Linked DNA regions of Mus musculus: all the other regions are linked to region 1. The links are chromatin contacts, called in public Hi-C maps. All regions are on one chromosome and are shown on one strand. Each heading gives the region's core, a stretch centred on a gene start, on an enhancer-like site or on the middle of the called end of the contact. The rest is flanking DNA. Distances are from core to core; before and after follow the strand shown.

Region 1 (4,249 bases), core at 755-3,254:
AAAGTTTGGGGTCCACTGGGTGGCAGAACCCAGCCTCCACCTTACCAACACCACGATGGCTCGATCAATTCCCAACCAGGCTCTTCCTCCTGGGCCCCTCAAAACTCATTTCTCTCCCCGCCGCTCGCTCGCCGATCATTTCTCCAGCCCCGTTCACACAGCTGGCATTTATCTTTATTGCTGCTCTGTTTATTGATTTAGGGCCATCTCTGCAATTCGTCAAGCCTCGATCCCATTTTAATCTGGGCCTCCGAAGTGGCAAAGATCCCTTCCAGCTTCAGCGCTTGCAGAAATGTGATTAGCTGAGGCTCCCTTCCATCCTTCAAGCCATTAATGGAAATAGTAAATGGTCCCGGTTTGGCACGAAGGTCTTCCGGGTCTCTGGGGATGTATGAGTCCCTCACGCGTCACCAGCTCTGCCTGGACAGTGGCTCCCCACCGTCATGCACATTTCAGTGGTGGATTGTTGCTTCCCTATTACGAATCTATGCAGAAATCCTAGTTATTAATTAGTTCACTCATTCAATATAAACACTCAAGGGGAAATATAACCTGAGGTCGTGTCATTTTCCCTCTCATAAATGGTTTGATGACCTCAGGGAGAGGGAGTCTATGGGAAGGACATGTGCAGAAAAGCATGCTTCCGCCAGGGGTGGTGACTCACACCTGTAATCCCAGCACTGGGGAGACTGAGGCAGGGGGACAGCTGAGAGTTCCAAGTTGGTCTCAGGTATCTCCTACCTCCTAAGTGGTTTTCATAGACAGGAGCTTGGCTTTTGCGAAGCACACATGACAGACAAAGCTCACTTCCCAGGTTTTCCTCATGAAGGCCAGAAAGCAACTGTGCCACTCACTTTAATCTCTCTTTCTTATTAATTTATTTATTCACTTTGCATCCTGATCAACCCCCTTCCTCCACTCCCCCCAGTCTCACCCTTACAAATCCCTCTCCCCCATTACTCCCTCATCTTCTCCTTAGAGAAAGTAAAGCCCCCTGGGGTACCACCCCACCCTGAGACATCCAGTCCTAGATGGACTACACACCCCTTTTCCTGAGGACCAACCAGGCAGTCCAAGTAGAGGAAGGGGATCCAATGGCAGCCACAGGGTCAGACAGCTCAGTTGTTAGGGGACCCACATGAAAACCAAGCTGCACATCTGCTACAAGTGTATAGGGAATCTAGGTCCAGCCCACTGGTTAGTGGTTCGGTCTCTGTGAACCCCCACAGGCCCAGGTTAGTTGTGGTGTCTTTGACCACTCCGGCTGGCTTAATCCTATCCCCTACTCTTCCACAGGACTCCCCACAGGCCACCTGATGCTTGTGTCTGCTTCCATCTGCTCCTAGGTAAAGCCTCTCAGGAGACATATGTCTCCCCTTTTCAATAAGGTAGTATGAAATACAGAGAAAGTATATGTGAAGCACCCTAAGGGGCAGGGCAGAGGGAGGGAGGATGGCAGTGTTCCCACTCCGGCAGGCTGTACGAGCAGGGAGCTTCCCCGGGGCTGATTCTCTTGGAAGCCCAGCCCTAGAGAAGACACGCTGGACTGGTGTTTCCCATAATACTCCTGGGAGAGGGGAACATTGGACAGGCAGGCAGAGAAGCAAGCTCTGGAGCACGGTGCCCAGCTTCCCTGTGGCCTCATTCATACACCTGCCACACAGTGCCAGGAGACCTGGCGTTAAGGAGCCACCTTTCTCAAAGGAGCCCGATCCTCATGGAGATTGCCGCTGCTCTGAAAATATAGCGGGCGTGGCCATCCTCTCAGCTGACACACCCTTTGACCCCTTTGAATGCTTGGAGCTGGCAGATGCCTAGAGCTGAGGACACTTACATGTATGTTCAAACAAGTATAAGAAGCTGCACCCCCCGCCCCCTTCAGACAGAGCAGAGATGAACCAGAAGGCCCCCCGCCCCCATCTCCAGCAAAGGCGGGACAAGCCAGCTGCCTGGAGGAGGGGCATAAGAGTCAGTTCCCCACGGACGACTTCGTTGACAGCTGAAGGGTGAGGTGGAGCGACAAGGAGACACTCGCTCACCCTTCACCCCTCATGAGTGCTGGGGCAGCGCTGCTGGCTGGTCATTTCCCAAAAGCTTGCCAAAACAAGCGACATAAATCAAATTTTCATTTCATTCCTTCAGGCTCGACCCTTCCGTCAGGCACTCAACAGCTGCCTCCTGAGCAGATGTACAGCTCATTAGTCTATCGTGCCGCTAGAGCCAAGTCCAGGACCCCAACCCCCATTCCGGGGCGGGGGTTGGGGGGGGGGCGGTAGGGAAGGACGCTAGCAGCCTTTGTTCTTCCACTGTCGAGCACTTCGCATATCAGCCACCAGGGGGCGAAAGCTGCACATACATCGTTGGTTCCCAGAGCCAGCTCAACCCTACAACCCTCTCGCCTGGCGTTTGGAAGGCGATCAGGGAGGGATGGTGAGACCTTCCTCTACCTCCAGAGCTTTTCAAGCCTTTAACGTGTAGGAATATCTTGTTTGGTGCGAGGATGCTTGGTTTAGGCAGACAGAACTGGATTCAGATGCCTGGTCTGATGCTCTCAGCCTTTGGGCCTTCATGATGAAATGTGATGGTATCGCTTGCTGTGGGACCCCACCCGGTGATCCTGAGGCTAACGTGAGGCAGATGAAGTGAGGAGCAGCTAAGCATCGTGACAAGGAAGTTCTCTAGGGACATAGAGTGCATGCAATTTCTCATGTCTTTATTTTCTCTTACTATGTCTCATTAACCACACATTTAAGCCTCTTATTTAATATAGATGAACAGAATCATATTCAGAATATCTCTGTGTTCTCTGTCTCTCTCAGACACACGCACGCACACACACACACACACACACACACACACACACACACACACACACACACACACGTCTCTGTCTCTCCAGGGCTGGAGATAGAAACCAGGGCCTTGCACATGCTCAGTAATTACTCTACCATTGAGCTATGTTCTCAGAGTCGTCTTTCTTCTCTAAAACAAACCAAGCCAAGAAGCGCCATGTGTTTATCTGTAAATCAACATGTCTATAAATCGATTCCACCAGTTGTCCCCATCCTTAAGTGTGGAGTCCAAGAAGCAGCAATAGGTTGGAGAGTGAAGCTGTTTCTGTTGTGCCTGTGGCTCACCCGTTCTCTCCCTTGTGGACCTGTGGTCCTCTCCCTACTCTACCCAGGATCCTCCCCTCCCCCTGCTTCCTTTGCTGCTGCGACTCAAGGTGGAGTCGCCTCCGCTACCCCCACAATTCTGACATTAGCAACCTGCCCCAGGTGACTTTCTAAAGGGAGGTGGGTTCCTGCCACATTCTCCTTGGAGGCATCACAGTTGCGTTTTGCCTGTTGACAAAGCTTGACAGCAGGCATCCAGGCCCTTAGAGCTGCATGTACTGGCTTCAAAGCCTGTGCCTGGCTCTTGGTTATGTGCTGTACACTCACAAGGCTGTAATCGCCTTCATAGCTATCTTGAGACATGGGGTCACATTATCAGCTTCAATTTGTAGTTAGAACTGGGCACTGAGAAGTGACCCTCTTGGTAATCTAGGGAGGAATAGAAGGGACAGCAATCTGAGACTTCCCCAAGTCACAGGACAATGTAATGCTATGCCTAGTGTCACCTTGCTTAGACGTACTGAGCCTCCTCCCAAGCAGCAGAATTCATGGTTCCTTCCCCCATGTTTTCCAGGAGCCCTGGTTATGTGCAAGACATTTTACCAGGTGTCACTCTGCCTCTGCTACTAGGATGGAATGGATTCAAGCACAGAACCAGAAAGGAACACTCAGAAAATTCTGACTACATCAAATCCTCTTTTATCTAGTAGTTTTACTGAACCATGCCTCCCATCCCACGCCCTAAACCTACCATTAGCCTCTATGCAGCTGGACTGCTGTGATTTCAATTTTGAATGCACCCCAAAGGCCTGTGTGTTAAAAGCTTGGTTCCTGGTGTGGTGCTGTTGGGAGATGGGGGAACCTTTAGGAGGGCAGGGCCGAACGAGAGATCTGCAGGTCACCAAGCTCTGCAACTTGTCCCTTTGCTTCCTGCCCATGAGGAGGTGGTTTTGTAGCATCGTGTGTTCCCGCTGTGATGCGCTGCTGCTTGTCACAGGCCTAAGGGATGAGCTAGAACCTCCACACCGGAGCTAAAATAAAGTTGGTTATCTGGGCTTGTCTGCCACAGCGCTAGAGAGTTGACAACCTCATGGGCTCTGCACATGCCGCAACCTGTTCAAGCTAAATCTCCT
Region 2 (4,358 bases), core at 1,694-4,193, 280 kb after region 1:
CAGATTTTATTCCCCCACTCACCTCGTCCACCCTTCCACTGTTCCACATCCCATACCTCCTCCCCACTCCCCCAGTCTCCACGTGGATGTCCCCAATCCCCACCCCACCTGACCTCTAAACTCCCTGGGGCCTCTAGTCTCTTGAGGGTTAGGGGCATCTTCTCTGATTGAACACAGACCCAGTAGTCCTCTACTGTATATGTGTTGGGGGCTTCATATCATCTGATGTATGCTGCCTGTTTGGTAGTCCAGTGTTTGATAGATCTCAGGGGTCCAGATTAATTGAGACTGCTGGTCCTGCTTTTACAAGATGAAATTCTGTTATGATTTTGGGAGTGAGTATATGGCTATATACTTGTCAAATATGTGTATATATATTATATACCATAAATATAAATTTTGTTGTGTTTACATTTGAAAATAAGTTAAAATAAATGGCCTTGCCATTTTGAGACTCCACTGGCTATAATAGTATGTTATATACCAGCCCTTCAGTTCAGTAGCTTCTGGTTGCAAAGATAAACCCTTGCCTGGTGTCTGTAGATGCCTATTGGACACAATCCCATCATCACTGAGCTTCTGGTTATCACCCAGGAATGTCCTGTCATTCTCAACCCCCCAGGCACCAGCTACCCCATGCTTCTGGGATTTGAACTCACTGTTAACACATGATGATTTCAATTCACCATCTTCCACACCAACTAGGCTCCATCTTCGGCTTCTTCAGGAAGCCTGCTTGACTACCCGTCGAAGCCATCCATGTGTTCTTCCCAAGGCCATTCTAATGTCTCTGGACTATGGATGATGTCTCTTTCATCCATTGAGGCAGGAGCTTCCTAGTTGTCCCTCCAACTCAACACAGTGTTGGATATGAAATAAAGTACTCAGTAAATACTTGTAGACTCTCTCTCTGTGTTTCTGTCTCTGTCTTTGTCTCTCTGTCTGTCTCTGTCTCTCTTTCTTTCTCTCTCTCTCTGTTTCTCTCTCTCTCTCTCTCTCTCTCTCTCTCTCTCTCTCTCTCTCTCTGTGTGTGTGTGTGTGTGTGTGTGTGTGTGTGTGTGTGTGTGTGTGACAGGTTCGCCTGGGTAATTTGCTATGTACCTAGAGTTATCTTTAACTCCTGCACCTCCTGTCTTCACCCTTCCCTGCTTAGATTACAGGTGTGCATCCCCACATCCAGTTTATGCAGTGCTGGGAATGGGACTTGGAGTTTTATGCATGCTAGGAAAGCATTCTACCAACTGAGCTAGACCCGCAGCCCAGTAAACACTTGCAGACTTTAAACAATATGGAGTGACTCATTTTTTTTCTGATTAGACAAAATAAATGAATTATGTGTTCAAAGAGAGAGGTAGTTCTCACTATATATTTGCTAGCAATAGAAACACCTTTTTCTTTCCAGTATTTTGTAAATACTTGGGAGTAAGTCGGTGGATTAAGAGGATGAAGCCCACAGTAATCTATTTTGTGGTATGCTTGCAAGATACATTCCCTATCTCGCTTAAGTTTTCTTTTGGTTTTCAGGTACAGGTGTAAGAAAGCTTGCAATGGCTCTGTGCTGTGTATAAGTCCTAATTCTTCCCTGAAGCTGCTCAGACTTAAGAGGCCTGAAGGATATTTGAGCTGAGGTTTATCCCTACATCCCCACGAGCAAAGGAAGACCTCAGCAGACCATACAGATTCATTTTTAAAGGCTCTTGAGGCATCGGTGTAAGGATTCTGCCTATTGTTTAAGGTAGAATCTACATACCCATCTCACTCAAATACTTCACTCAAATGTCAAATACTCAAATACCAAGGCATTTGAAAGGCCTGGAGAAGAAATTTTATGTCTGCCTTCTGGATTTGCCGAAGCCTATTTCATCGTTTGGCTCCCAGGATGGAACGGGTTGATGGCATCTAGCTGTATCAGGTTGGGATCCTGGCAATGGCTGGGATGGACCCCCTTTTGGTGAGTCTGCAGCAGCAGGCTGGTTTGTATGCAACCTTCTTGTCATATTTTCTTGAGTCAAGGTGAGTCTGAGTAGGGCTGGGCCACTGACATCCAGAAGAGTTGTAAGGGCGGGGCTAAGGCTAACTGGAAGCACCACAGACTGGGGGCCCTGGCAACAGCACTCAGACACACAGCATCACAGAGCTAGGGTATTGTGAGAAACGTGTGCTGTTGTTGCTCCAACCTTAATATCCCTGTCTGCAAGGTGTAAGGATGTAAGCTGGTAACTTACAAGGTTTGCTTGCCAATTGGAACAAGTGTTATGATTGAAAATAATGCTGGTCAGGAGAGACCACCAAGGGCATGCAACATTTCCACTGAGCTAAAGACACCAAATGAGGGTCAGTCCCTGGGGACTTGTGGGTGTCTCCTATGGCTCCTTTTCTTGTCAGACATCAGGAAAGATGCACTCTAGCCTGGTTAAATTTGGAGCAATCTTATGAGGGCTCCAAATCCCAGGCAGGAAGCCTAGGGGCAAAAGTAGACATTTCTCAGCCCAGATATCCCCACTGCCATGCTGGCCCCAGACTCTCATAACCCTACCTCCTTTGAAACCACTCCCTCTTCCAGTTCCTGGGCTCTTCACTAGAAAGCACCTTGGAGGATAATCCTACTGATGGTTGCTGCCTTTCCCTCAGTATTCTTCATCTGTAAAATGGAAACTATACCATTCACCTCCGGAGACATTTCCATGATTCAAATCCCACCACTAAATCCCCAAGCTCTGTAAACTGAAACACTAGACAAACCTAAGCCATTAGCTAACGTCAAATTATTTTGGGAAGTCATTGGGATCTGAATGATGCATAAATAAAACCAGAGCTGGAGAGAGAGCTCCTCTCCTCTCTGTGCAGACTCACTGTCTCCTTTCTGTCATCTGGCGATGCCCCCAGCCCTCCCCTGCAGTCTTCCGGGCTGGGCTTCGGGGCCAGCCAGCCATGAGCAGGCCGTCTCAATGCTCCGACCAGACAGTCCCTAGGGCTGGAGGCTTGTGCCTGTGAGCCTATCAGCTGGCATGCTGACAGATGAGAAATCTGGCCAGTAGATGTCTAATCAGGATGGTACCCGTTCTGATATACGGCAGTCCAGTGTAGTGAGGCTGAAGAGGTGCCAAGAAATACTGAAGGCCAGAGATCCAGCAGGCTGCAGACCCTGGGGGTGTTTAGGCTGTGAGGACATGGGAAAAGGTGGGGGATCTGAGAACATGAAAAACACTGTCCTCACATGCTGTGTACCAGAGACAGTGTCTGGGAGTACAAAAGATCCCAGACATGTGGCTACCAAGTCCAACTCTGTTTTTCACTCCCCTAGGCAAGGTCTATCTAAGACTTGGTTTTCTCATCATGCAATGGGTATCCAGTCAATACTATATGTGAACAACCTGAATTTTTCTAAGAAGACTCAGTAACAGGCAGTCAGCAAGACTGAATGACCATTTAGTTTTGACCTCATAAAACCCAGTGGCTCCAATTCAGTCCTTTATGGATCCTAGCTCTACTCCTTAGGCAAGGGACATGACCACTCTGAACTCACCTTTTCTGCTAGATACAATAGCGGGGAGCAACTTCATAGAGTGGTGGGATATAAACAGGGGTAAAGGTGATGAACTGAATGCAATTGCTGGAGCTTGTATACAAAATTATTCTCAGTATTGGTTGCTTTAATTATCATTAGCAGCCCTTATATGTGTCTCATTTTTTTCTTTACATAGCCCTTTCTTATTTGTTAGTCCATAAGATTTGTACTCTAAGGAAGTGGGATTGCTATCCTTTGATAAGTAAAGAAACAAGGCTTAGAATGGAAGGGTCACTTGATCGGGGTCATGTTGTGAACAGGAGGGGGCACACTTACCCACCCATGCAGATCTTCCTCCTTCAAGCTCAAAGATGTGGTTTTCCTTTTCTCTAACCCCCACCCATTTCTGATGTGTGTATGTGTGAGCTCTATGCATGTGGCATGAATGTGCCTGCATATGCATAGAAATCACACACATACACATACCAGAAATTTGTGAATGCATCTTTCCAGGCCTGGGTACAGACCAGAGGTCAATGGCTGTCTTTCATCTTATTTTTTGAGACAGGATCTCTCACTGAATCCGGGGATCTTACCATTACAAAGGCATGTCACGATGCCCAGACTTTTTTTTTTTTTTTACATTCATGCAGACAATCCTACCTAGGTCTCATGTGTGCATAGCAAGCACTGTACCTACTGAGCCATCTCCCTGGCTCACTTTTCCCTCTAAGAAGGTACTGAAGGTCAGTGCCAAGTGCCACTTAACCCTCTGGGCTGTCCTTGTGGCCAGTGAGCAGAACTCAGACCAAGGATGGATAGCCAGGAGTGAAAGCCAAGGTTCATGCTG
Region 3 (4,045 bases), core at 1,437-3,936, 360 kb after region 1:
GCGATCTCCAGGGTTCTCTGGCCAGCCAGCCTCGCTGAATCATTGAGTGCTAGGTTCAGTGACAGGCTTATTTCAAAAATGGGATGAAGTATGACTAAGGAAGGTTTCCAACTTTGACCTCTAGTTTCTACGTACCTGTGTGCATACACATGAACATATTCACACAGTCACCACCTTACCAAGTATCTTTTCCAATCACAATGGGGTGAAATTAGAAATCAGAGCAGTAGAAAACAACAAAATTGGAAATTTCACAATTACATAGGAAGTACAAAAAAAGCTTACACAACTCGTGGGTTAGATGGGATGTCAATAGGAACATTAAAAATAAATACCCTGAAGTAAGAGAAAGCAATAACACAATTTACCCAAACAGACAAAGAAGGCAGTAAAAGCAGCATCAAGAACGAAGCCATAAACTCATCCATTTCAAAAGGAAGAAGCCAAGTGTGATCACACAGGCCCGAGTCCCAGCGTGTGTGGGAGTTCCGGGCAGGAGGGCTGCATGTTCCAAGTCAGCCTAAACACACAGAGGCACTGTCTTGGAAGACAAAGAACAGAAAAGGGAGTAGGTGGGTGGGGAGGGGGAAGAGAAAAGAGGAAGAGAAGGTGAGATGGAAGGATGGAGATATTGTTTGGCATCCAGTTGCTTCCTGGTATAATTCTACAAAACATCAAATATTAATTAATACCATGTCTTCATAAACTCTTCCAAAAAATAGAAGTAGAAGGAATACTTCCAAACTCATTTTATGAGACAAACATTACCCTACTGCCAAAACCAAAGATACCACACGCAAAAGAACTATAGGTCTCTATCTCTGATTACTATATATTCAGAACTGTCACAAAACAAAAACAAAAACAACAGCAACAACAAAAAACCTAGCAAACAGGGCTGGGGAAGATGGATCTGGGGTACAGTGCTTCCCCCCATGCCTGACACCTGAATTTGGATTCCAGACCTGACACAAAAGCTGGCTTGCATAGCTTTGAACATACTCCTTTTCAAGGAAAGTAGAAAGATGAGAACCAGTAACCAAAGGTGCTCCTCTGACCTAGACAAACACAGCATGACCCTAATGTCACGCTGAACCCAACAGCATAACAAAAGAATTGCTTACCATGACTGAATGAGAGTTACCCTTGGCATAAGTTGGTTTAACATATGGATATCAATCAATGTGATAGTTCACTTTAAAGGAATCAAAGACAAAAGTCACAGTAGTCACAGAGAAAGTATTTGACAAAGTTCAACATCGTTTCATGATTGGAAAGTCTCAGGGCTGGAGAGATGGCTCAGCAGTTAGGAGCACTGGCTGCTCTTCCAGAGGATCCATGTTCAATTCCAAGCACCCACATAGTAGCTCACAATCATCTCTCCATGCAGATGATCCAATGCCCTCTCTGGCCTCCAAGGGTACCAGGTATGCATGTCACATCACACACACATGCTGCATACACATACATACAGGCAAACACTCATACACATGAAATCATAAAATAAATTAAAATTAAAAATTAAAATTCCTAATAATGTAGATACAGAAGAAAATGTCCTCAACATATCAGGGGTCCTTTGCAAGTAGCCTACAGCTGACGGTCTGTGAGGGAAATGGAGAGCTTTCCCCCTATGTTCTGGTAATTGAAACACTTAAAAGAGCTTTCAGACCGGAAAGCCAAAAATAAATAAATAAATAAATAAATAAATAAATAAATAAATAAGTCAAATCAAAGAACAAAGAGAAAGATATTCATGCTTAGATGATAACATTCTACAGGTAGAAAACCATGCAGACCATGTAACACACACACACATACACACACACACATACACACATACACACATACACACACATATACACTTACACACACAGGCACTAATAAATTAACTCAATAAAGTAGCATGATAAAAAAACCAACAACATATATAAATCAGTTGTACCTCTCTACACCAATAATGATATATCTGAAAAATAAACCAAGAAAAGCCATCTCAACTTAAAATACCATCAAAAGTAATAAAATTCTTAAGAAAAAACTCTAACCAATGTGGTAAAAGATCAATAAATGAAAAAATATTAAAACATTGGTGAAAGAATTTGAAGAGGTCACAAACAAATGGGAAAATAATCCCTGTGTGAAGATTGTAGCACTGCAATTGTTGACACACCCAAACTGTTCAAAGCAACATAGTCTCAATACAACCTCTACCAAAACCCCAATGTCACTTTTCACAGAAATAGAAAAAAATCTAAAAGTTTATGAACCTGAGTGACCTGGAACAATCATAGTTCCCAATCTAAAATTCTCTCCCCAAGCTACACTCCTCAGTCAGCACAGTGTGAGCCTGGCATAGAAACAGACAAACTAACGGAGCAGACAACCTAGACATAAACTCAAGTCTATGCAGTCAGCTGATGTCAGACAAGGTCCCCAAGAAGACACAACAGGTAAAGGTTAGTGTACAACAAATGATGTTGGAAAACTATACCTATGTGCGAAAATAAAATAAAATAAATCCGGATCCCTATCTCACACAAAAAACAACTCAGAACGGGTTAAGAACTAACCTAAGATATGGAAGTATGAAACACCTAGAGGAAACCTCACTGATATTGGTCTTGCCAGTCTTTATTCAGCATCTCACCAAAACTCAGAGAAACAAAAGTGAAAGTAAGTATGTAGAACCACAGAGAGCTAAAAAACAAAGGCAGAAGGAAGTGATGGTCAAAACGCAAAGGCGCATACCAGTTATGAGAGTGTGTTTGGGAACCACTAAATCTGAAGGGGGCTTACTACCCAGAGAGTCCCAAAAGAACTCATATAACTCAGTAATAAGGAAATAAAATACTCAATTTTAAAAATGGGTAAATTAGGCTGGGGTAATAACTCAGTTGACAATATGCTTGCCAGACAAGCATAAATACGGAGGTCTCAACCTCAGTACTTGAGAGGCAGAGATTCTATATATATATGTGCAAGTGCCTATACACATGGATAAAGAGAGAGAGAGAGAGAGAGAGAGAGAGAGAGAGAGAGAGAGAGAGAGAGAGAGAGAGAGAATGTTTATGTATTATTTGTATTATTCAGCTTTAGAGGAGGTTTTTTTCTATTTTCTCTCTTTTTATACTTTTATTAGATATTTCCTTTATTTACATTTCAAACGTTTATCCCTCTTCCTAGTTTCCCCTCTGAAAATCCCCTATCCCTTTCCACCTCCCCCTGCTCACCAACCCACCCACTCCCACTTCCTGGCCCTGGCATTCTCCTATACTGGGGCATAGAACCTTCTCAGGACCAAGGGCCTCTCCTCCCATTGATGTAGCAGGTCTTCCTCTGCTACATATGCAGTTAGAGTCATGAGTTCCACCATGTGTTTTCTTTGATTGGTAGTTTAGTCCTAGGGAGCTCTGGGGATACTGGTTAGTTCATATTATTATTCATCCTATGGGGCTGCACACCCTTTCAGCTCCTTGGGTACTTTTTCTAGCTCCTTCATTGGGGACCCTGTGTTCTGTCCAATGGATGGCTGTGAGCATCCACTTTTGTATTTGTCAGGCAATGGCAGAGCCTGTCTGGAGACAGCTTTATCAGGCTCTTAGCAGCAGGCTCTTCTTGGCATCCACAATAGTGTCTGGGTTTGGTGGTTGTTTCTGGGATGAATCCCCGGGTGGGGCAGTCTCTGGATAGTCATTCCTTCCGTCTCTGTAACTCCTTCCATGGGTATTTTGTTCCCATTCTAAGAAGGATCGAAGTATCCACACTTTGGCCTTCCTTCTTCTTGAGTTTCATGTTTTGCAAATTGTATCTTGGGTATTCTGAGCTTCTGGGCTAATATCCACTTATGAGTGAGTGTATATCACATGTGCTCTTTTGTGATTGGGTTACCTCACTCAGGATGATGTCCTCCAGAACCATCCATTTGTCTAAAAATTTCATGAATTCATTATTTTTAATAGCTGAGTAGTACTCCATTGTGTAAATGAACCACATTTTCTGTATCCATTCCTATGTTGAGGGACATCTGGGTTCTTTTCAGCTT

Evidence for each region. Hi-C and Micro-C count contacts between places; a contact is called where the count stands out from the background.
Region 2: a Hi-C map of the N1E-115 cell line shows a contact between it and region 1, with 9 times the contacts expected there. The contact joins two enhancer-like sites. A contact is called at or near these places in 2 of 484 Hi-C or Micro-C datasets (the Ba/F3 cell line and the N1E-115 cell line), 1 of 115 datasets of contacts at active chromatin or transcription factors (embryonic stem cells) and 1 of 9 other capture datasets (embryonic stem cells).
Region 3: a contact with region 1 is called in a Hi-C map of double positive thymocytes, with 8 times the contacts expected there. The contact joins two enhancer-like sites. A contact is called at or near these places in 3 of 484 Hi-C or Micro-C datasets (double positive thymocytes, embryonic fibroblasts and nephron progenitors), 1 of 115 datasets of contacts at active chromatin or transcription factors (embryonic stem cells) and 1 of 9 other capture datasets (embryonic stem cells).

What each region holds. Positions count from the first base shown.
Region 1 is chr4:47,435,852-47,440,100 of GRCm38.p6, forward strand. No RefSeq gene overlaps it. Among named protein-coding and RNA genes, the nearest start is that of Alg2, 36 kb to the right of the region's middle. Within about 2 kb of position 2,005, at least 180 of the 459 cell types and tissues checked have an H3K27ac peak or open chromatin away from gene starts, as enhancers often do. A contact at or near this core is called in the N1E-115 cell line and double positive thymocytes, where this site is marked.
Region 2 is chr4:47,710,623-47,714,980 of GRCm38.p6, forward strand. No RefSeq gene overlaps it. Among named protein-coding and RNA genes, the nearest start is that of Gm32544, 74 kb to the left of the region's middle. Within about 2 kb of position 2,944, at least 6 of the 459 cell types and tissues checked have an H3K27ac peak or open chromatin away from gene starts, as enhancers often do. A contact at or near this core is called in the N1E-115 cell line, where this site is marked.
Region 3 is chr4:47,796,680-47,800,724 of GRCm38.p6, forward strand. No RefSeq gene overlaps it. Among named protein-coding and RNA genes, the nearest start is that of Gm46853, 160 kb to the right of the region's middle. Within about 2 kb of position 2,687, at least 36 of the 459 cell types and tissues checked have an H3K27ac peak or open chromatin away from gene starts, as enhancers often do. A contact at or near this core is called in double positive thymocytes, where this site is marked.